Linked DNA regions of Acanthopagrus latus: region 2 is linked to region 1. The links are chromatin contacts, called in public Hi-C maps. All regions are on one chromosome and are shown on one strand. Each heading gives the region's core, a stretch centred on a gene start, on an enhancer-like site or on the middle of the called end of the contact. The rest is flanking DNA. Distances are from core to core; before and after follow the strand shown.

Evidence for each region. Hi-C and Micro-C count contacts between places; a contact is called where the count stands out from the background.
Region 2: a Hi-C map of liver shows a contact between it and region 1, with 2.5 times the contacts expected there. The contact joins the promoter of khdrbs1b here to the promoter of kpna6 in region 1. A contact is called at or near these places in 3 of 4 Hi-C or Micro-C datasets (liver and muscle).

Annotation. Positions count from the first base shown.
Region 1 is chr3:21,811,143-21,815,305 of fAcaLat1.1, forward strand. kpna6 (importin subunit alpha-7) reads right to left here and starts at 1,897. Exons shown (of 14, transcript XM_037092993.1): 1 at 1,741-1,897. The coding sequence starts at 1,744.
Region 2 is chr3:22,097,539-22,101,701 of fAcaLat1.1, forward strand. It overlaps khdrbs1b (KH domain-containing, RNA-binding, signal transduction-associated protein 1b), which reads right to left and starts at 1,987. Exons shown (of 11, transcript XR_005074266.1): 1 at 1,513-1,987.

The DNA of each region.
Region 1 (4,163 bases), core at 647-3,146:
ATGTGCCCAGATGGTAAAGCCACAGGCGTGGATGACACACGAGCAGAGGTTGCGGCTGGATGCTTTCATTTCTGTACTGTGGCAGCTAGATTAGCTGCTGTATGTGAACTGCACTGACTGTGCTGTTTGGGCAGGATGGCACAGAAATAGCCCCGCTGGGAGCGCTTCATCGGCATGTCAGAGGACAGCGTACCTACAGCAAGGAAAGGCAGTGGGCAGTGCTTGGTGACTAAAATCACATTCCAACATACACTTCCTGACATCTAACCACGTTGATAGATTCAGTTTATTCATCAAGGTTTTGGATTAAGGCGTGGATCGCAAACTGTTGTAGAATGGTGGAAAATATCTCAATAGCAAACACATCACAGCCTCTGCAAATAACTCTGAAACTGTCAGTATAGCTTTATAGTATAATTTCTTGTGTGTGCCAATGCTGGTGAACTAAGCTGACCCTTTAATTAAGTCTGATTAAGTGAAGCACAACAGCCTAACAAATCAACTAATGGAGCCTGACAGAGGGAGGAACAGTAGCCCCTGTTACAATAACACAATTTCATGACCATAGATCTTTGGACCGGTTTGATTTATGATCGTAATATTTCCATTCGACACATACAACAGCCCCTCTTTCAGTCCTATTTATAGACATGTAACCTCCAGTAATGATACAGTAAATTACAAATGAAACGTCCATCATAAGACAAACAAAGCGAGCGTAATACTCTGCGGGAAGAGTCTGGAAAACATGGGGACCCCTGGTGTCACATGTACTCGGTGATTTCTGAGTGCGCCGTCACATATACCAAAACTATTACTCACTGATGATAGCAAGCTCTCAAAAATGTCCCATGACCCAACTGTTCATTTCTCGTGAACTTTACTAGCTCGTCGATTTTCACACCCCCCGCCCTAAAAAAATATTATATCAAAACGATTAATTTAAAATTATATTAATACTACAGTGTAGTTCGATCGGATTGAAGTAGAATATTGACTCACAGAGCTAGCATAGCAAAACTACCGTTAGCGCTAGCCACTGCGCACAAATCTGTGCATGACTATATGGCTTATTATGTCATTTTACAAGCGATGACTTAAATTTCTGAGAGTCGTCGGAAACCTCGTGTCAAGTTACAAACGTCATACACACCAAACAGAGCAAAACCTTTGAAATCTCCACTGAGCAACACTAGCGTTGCATTTGAACCCCAACGGTTTGCTAACGTTAAATTATAATCATCTGTCGCTTAAAGAGACACCTGAGCAAGAGAGACTAGCGAATATTCATTCGCAATAACCGATAAACAAGTCAATATACTGATATAAAAACACTGATATGACACTAATTCTAACTTTAGACATAGACTATACCTGTGCCTTCCCACCCAACAAACCACGGTACACCGCGGTGCTAACGTGGTTAGCCATTAGCTAAGTTTCCCTAAGTTGGCTAACAAATGGCACTGTTTTGCTCGAGCTGGAATTATGTTGACACACGTTGTACAACATCGCATAGTAGAAGAAGCACTGCCCCGAGACAAGGTTGCTTGTTTACTGGCGTAAAATAGCAAGTCATCTTGCCTTACTACGTAGCATCGTTATCTGGCTAATGAGTTAGCTAACTAGCTGAACAACAGTGACAGGGTGAGGATTTCATAATCCTTATTCCCGATGACACCGCCGAAACATCTACCACCTGAACACACATCTGTACTCTCGTTTTGCCGAAGAGCTTACCCATTGTGTCCTATGTGGTTTGAGTGTGTCAGGTCGTGAAGATATAAACCAATTTGAAATCCTTTCTGTCTTCTAGCTTTCCAGAATTTGCTCCTGTAAGCAATATGTCTGCCGGAGACGGAAACGTCAAAATATAATGGCGACTTCCTGCCAGCAGGGGGCGCGCCTGCCTCACAAAATACAGTCAGGGAGCCAGTGCAGCCTCCATACAATACCAGCCCTATACATTAACAATCAGTTTAGGACTGGATTTATTTAATCTTCAGACATATCTAATCGCTAACACGGATCATTCATTCACCGGTTAAGTACTGCAACAATGTACTGTACCAGTTATTAGTGTGGTGGTGGGGTGACAAATTATTAATTAATAATTTCACATCATCTGTGTCCCCCTCGCGCTGTAATTCTCATCCTCTGACATTTGCCCTTTGTCTGGAATCTGCATATCTTCCTTTGGTTTTAAAATGCTCTCTCTCTCTCTCTCTCTCACTGTTTGTGTGTGTGTGTGTGTGTGTGTGTGTGTGTGTGTGTGTGTGTGTGTGTGTGTGTAGCTATGGCTCCCCTGTGTTTTTCCTCAAAGTGACTATGACAGAGTAATACAGGTGAGGTGCACCCATGGTCAATTGGCTGGGAGCATGTAGTGGTAAATTACTGCACTATATTGCGACTCTGCGCTGTCCTCTGACACAGCCCCCGAGGGGCCCTGGGGAGACGCACCAGAGAAAAACTTTAGGGGGCAATGTTGTACAAATAAAGAGTAAGTAATAGGGTATTCACTGTTGTCAGGCTGGCTCTTTCCCCCTATTAGAACGGGTGTGAGAGGGCAAGTCAACTGTTGCGCTGCTGAGTTGCTTTCCTATTATTACAATTTCTTAGTGGACAAGAACAAATGTCGCTCGTAGATCCATGCTCTCGCAGAGGAGCTCCGGATTGAGCTTCACTCAGCCGAGCCTTGAGCTGAGAATTCACAGCCTTCAGCAGGTGTGCTGGCACGGAGATGAATCAAAAGACGCCGCTCGCGAGATTGCAGCTCTCCGCTGGTATCAAATAACACAAACAACACAGGACCAATTTGTGGCACAGAGGCAGCATCCAAATGCTCTCAGATCCAGCCTGCAGGGCTGTAACTGGGGCTCATCGAGTCGGATTTCACACGGCCCTCCTTTGTGAGTTCTCTACCTTTCTCATTTCTGGGCCTGCTGAAGCACATCATACAGCAGCCTACACTTTGCAGAGCAGCAAAGGCTATCCATTAGTCAATGCCACAGAGTGAAGACTGCCTCTGTAATGGAATCATAAGAGCCGAGCGTGGCGTATAACCGAAGGGTTTTAAAACTGAAGCACACGGGGCTCGGTCACCATCAGCTGCTAATGTAGATGTGATAAACATGACAATCAATACCCTTTTCACCCTCATTGAAGCTGCTGTGAATGATCAAGAAAAAGCAGATGTGAATCAACAAACAGGAGGACCTCCCGTGCCCGACCTCATTAGTGGCCATTGCCCGATCCAAGCTGAGTCAGCAATATTGGAAAAAACATGTTGCGTTTTCATCGAGCACGACTGGATGTTGAAAAAGTGCAATTTCACCGAAAATGAGTATTACGTTGTGAGAAGCCCACACAGTGCTCGTTGATCAAATTTCGTTTTTCCTGCAACATCTGTACAGATTGCGCTGCATTTGAAAGAGCTGCGATGTACTTTTGACTGTTCACATGAGCCCTTTTCATTCACTTCATCCAGCCGAGGGGTTTCATTAAATGGATCCCCTGTTTTACATCAGTCTATCCCCGGCAAGACATCAAGCAGGACTCAGATCTCTGCAGGTCGACACACAAAAAAAAAACAAGCCAAAACTTCGCTCAGTGCATTTCGTGTCTCCCACACAAAAAAATAACACGGGGCACATGAAGAGGCCGACAGCACCGGGGAGCCCGCTTGCTGGGTAAAAACTCAATATGAGGCGTCAGAAGCACTTTAGTGTTGATTGTGCTTATTTGACTGCGAGAAATGTACCCCCCAGTTTAAACTGCTCAGTTAATTCAATTACACCCAATATGATAATAAGGCTGGTTCGCTGAAATGTGAGAGCGTGGCTGGGCCGCCTGTGGGAGAGAGAACATCTGCAAGGCTCTGTGCTGAACGCTTTGTGTGAGAGTAATAAAGGGTGAGAGAGATAACGCCATGGGGAGGATAGTGCGTGGAGAGAGCAGTGTGTCAGTGCATGTGGGACGTGAATGGAGAAGAGGAGATACGTCTTCATAATATAGTGTTGAAAATCCATGCAGCGCTGTCCATTCCTTACTTCTTTATCTGACGGCCGCCCCCCTCGCTCCCCCCCTCTCCGTCTCCTGGTGGCTCGCTGACATCTACCAGGTGGCGGGGCCGATAAGTAAGATGCTGAGTAGGGGATTTTTTT
Region 2 (4,163 bases), core at 737-3,236, 290 kb after region 1:
GGACTCAGAATTCCATGATGACCATTTTCCACTATGTCAGTGCCTCCTAGTTGACCAGATTTAATCTACAAATTCAAAAATAATGAAAACAATCTTCAGTTGTAGCCCTTGCCCTGACCAAAATTTTAAAACATAGTTTTTGCAACCCGTTTTTGAGAAGTTGCCACCAGCTCTTCCCCTACACCTCCGCCATACGGCACGGGCACAGCACCTTGTCTCCGGCACCATCACAGCACTCCCATCTCAAACCACCTCCTCACTCCTGGCCATGACAACTCCTGAGCCTGCGATGTGCAAACATGTCAGCTGCAGCACAGTCCACCAGCTGCGGACCGGGAGGGGGGTGTAAGCCTCGGCGGATGTGAAACCACACTTTTGTCTTTCTGGATCATTCTCACTTTTAACTTCAGAGGTGTGGTGTAGATTGTGTGCATCCTGTTTACGAAAGAGAGCAGCTTGATGGTTACCAGAGGTATCTGAGAGTGAGAGTGGGAGAGGCAGCTGGTGGGGAATGACTCAACCACTGGGAGAGGACAACAAGGGAGATAATCACCTAACTAGGAGTCCTTCAGTTTGTGTATTGCACACAGTGGCTGTCTGGTGGGGTGTAGCAGACTTCCATTTCCTGTAGCATTACTGCACAGACTTGTGGTGCACGGTATGACTTCATGGCTGTCTTATGGTGCCTTCAGGTGCATCATTTCACAGCCTCACTCCACTGAAGAAGTTGCATTGCGTGTTTAACAAAAAAAGAGCGAAAAAAAGATGAGAGCTAGCTGTGAAGAAATGGGAGACAAAGCTGGAGGGCAGTCTTTTCTCCTGACCACTCCGGCTGGGTAAAGCGGCAACCTCTTGCTCAAGGACACTTCAGCAGCAGCCGAGGTACGGCGGGGGTGTAACACCGCCGCCGTGAGGCCGTCTCTCGGCTCTGGAGCAACGGGGTGACCCCCCGTCACGGGTACTGGCGCACATTTAAATGCTGCTGCGCAACGGGGCTGCCAGACAGAGAGACCAACAGGGGGGCTGACAGGACGGCGAAAACAAGCAACTGTTTGTCCGAAGAGAGTCCATTTCAAGTTCAAATTCCACACAGTTGAAATAAAGACACATTTGACTCGTCGCAGCTGCACAGGAGGAAGCGGAAATCATTCAGGACAACATCTAAAAAGTGTGTCTCCTCCCGGGGCTGTCGAGGTCGCCGTGGGCTATTTACAATCTCAGACACTCGTCATTAGCCGTAACATAACGAACTCCCGCACATTTTCCGTGTGCCAAACGCTCACACGCAACGACTACCGGGCAACCAACACGCACTTTCGTGTCAGCGCCGCGTTCTAGCGGGGCAGCAAACGTCCCGTCCGAAAACACATGGCGGGCAGAGAGCGTGGAGGTGTGTGCGCTAACCGAGGTGCGTTCACGAGCCGATGTGCTTGCCCCGCTTCACACTCAATCCCCTCTCCCCCGCCCCGCATTCTGCAATACACAACACAACACCGTGTGACACTTCTTTACCTGCGTTTAAAAGTTTCATGGCGTGCGTGAACGACGAGTCAAGGCTGTCCTTCTCCGCCAGAAGCTGTGGGAGGTATTTGTCGTCGTTCTCCATTTTGAGTTAAGAGAGGCGGGAGTCAGTTTCGGTGCAACAACAACAACAACAACAACAACAAAAAATGGAAAAAGCGTCGAGGAAAAAAAACCCAACAGTGATAGAAAAAGAAGTAGTCCAGTTATGTAACTACGGAGTGCCGCGTATCCTCCGTGCGGACGACGCTGTGCATGTGGCTACCGGGCGTTTCTGCGACGGGCTGCTCCGCTACTTTGCGTCTCTGTGGTCTCCCCCGGTCTGCTGGCTGTGTCTCGTCAGCAGCGGCGGCTGGTTGGAAATGGGAGAACAAAAGCGGTGAGAGACGGTAAAGAATAGTGATCCGACTCAAGCCGGCGGAAGTGAGCTCAGAAGGACGTAGTTCTCCGGACTGACGCCGCCTACTGTGTGCTGGGTGGATGCGCGCCGCCCCCCAGCAGCGATAATCCCAATATCACATTTTCAGCGCTGGTTTGGGTGTGACCGCTGTGTGCTGACAAAGTGATATAAATGTCCACACCTAGGAGAAGGTGTTCAAGTTCACTGCACCCTGAGGGAAACTCACAGAATCATCACAACAATAATCATATACAGCCTATATATCTGAAGGTGTAAGTGAGCGCTAAACACTGATTGACAGCCATGCATGGTAAACTGGTGTCAGCAGGCTACTATAGGCAGCTCTATCTTTACTGTGATGTGTGGATTAAAGGTGCACCTTGTAGTGTGGGAGAAAAAAAATCTGACTAAGAACATATTAATGAGGTAATCAGAAACACGCACTTTTTTTCCATAACTGAGTAAACAAGCTGTTCTCAGAAGAAAATAAGATCCCCAGAAGTCTGTTTGAAGCTAGAAAGGTGGCAGGGTCCACCACATTTAAACAAAGTGAAACAGTATTAAACTATGTTGTCCTTTAAGGTCAGTTTGTTTATTCAGTTCATTCAGTCACGAAAGCAAGGACTATGTTGTGGCTTAAATGAGTCGAAGAATGAAGAGTTAGTGTAGTATCTCTATAAACGGTGCACTTTATTTCTATATTTCTATTTCTATATTTCTATATTTTCACAATTTCACGCATTTCATACTGTTTTACTTATGTTTATATTTAGCAGACAACTGTTCGGCACTAGGAAGGTGGCAGGGTCCGCCAAATATAAACAAAGTTAAACAGTATGGAACTGTGATGTCCTTTAAGGTCAGTTTGTTTATTTATTTGACTGGGAGGGACTGAAGACTGTTCATCCCTTTAATAGTATCTTTTGTCTGTGGTTTTCATGTTTGCTAATAAGATGATGTGGAATATTTGTACAGTACGTTAAAGGTGCACTATGTAGTTTTGGGGAAGACATTTTCCACATTTCTAGTCCCAGTGTTCTAAGGCCCTCTTTTCCTCTGAGAACAGCTTGTTTGTTATTGTTCAGTCATGGATAAGTTCAATATTTCTGAGTATTATTTCCTAATTAATACTGATAATGTAATAAATTCTGAGTTTGAATTTCTTTTCCAAAATCTACATTGTGCCCTTTTAAAATATATGAACGTTTAAGACAAATAGATAGATAGATAGATAGATAGATAGATAGATAGATAGATAGATAGATAGATAGATAGATAGATATATAACCTGTCTATAAAGACTAAACTACTCATTAGAACCATATTCCACATCTAATATGTATTGAATTGTTACACACTGCAGTATAATACATTATATGAAGTGTGCATTAATTGATACAAGTATGATAATGATAGATGATGACACATCTTCAGTGTTTAATTTGTTAGTGTAATTTCCGTGCAGACAGGGTGCCCAGAAGATATGGTACTTTCATTCCAGGCTCTCTACTGCCCCTTAGTGGCCGCACTGATCATAACAACGAGGAACTGGAACTGGGTCCATCAGAAGAAGCCTGTTCTCTGTCTAACCCACCACCCCCCACTTTCCTCTCCACTTGTATTGATTCCAAAACACTTATGGGCAAGTGAAAAGCGCAGCGAGGAGACTCTGTGGAGCAGCATCTCAAGGATTGATTCAGACGATTCGGATTGTGGTAATGAACCTGCCGCGCCGTTGAGTGGAGCACGAGAGGTCACAGGTGAGAGCCGGGCTAATGCATACAAAGCAAGAGCGGACCCTTCCATGCGCGTTGGGGTCTTTAAGTGTATACAGGAGCATGCATTATCTGCAGGCGGATGCTCTTTGAACAAACAGCAAAAAAACTGCAGGTCATTTGTCAGTCGGCTGCTGGAGTGAAAACTATTACGATCGACCGCAGCTGTACCCAGGAATGCATCTGCTCAAAACAAATGAAGGCAAAAATTGTCTGCAATAAACACTTATTGGAGGCCAAAGACCCACTCTAACTATCAGCGTTCAGCTTGATCTATCTCTGACCGTTACAGTGTTATTAGTGTCGGGGGTTGCAAGGTTGTCCTGACTCCTCTTGTCACTGACGAAATGGATAGCCTGTGAGCTGAATTTCAATTGGCTCATAAAAGGAAGACTTACTTCTCTTGGCAGGTGGAGGAGTTCCGATTCGATAGCTCGCGCCCCTGCCTTCTGCTTGTGTGGACTTCC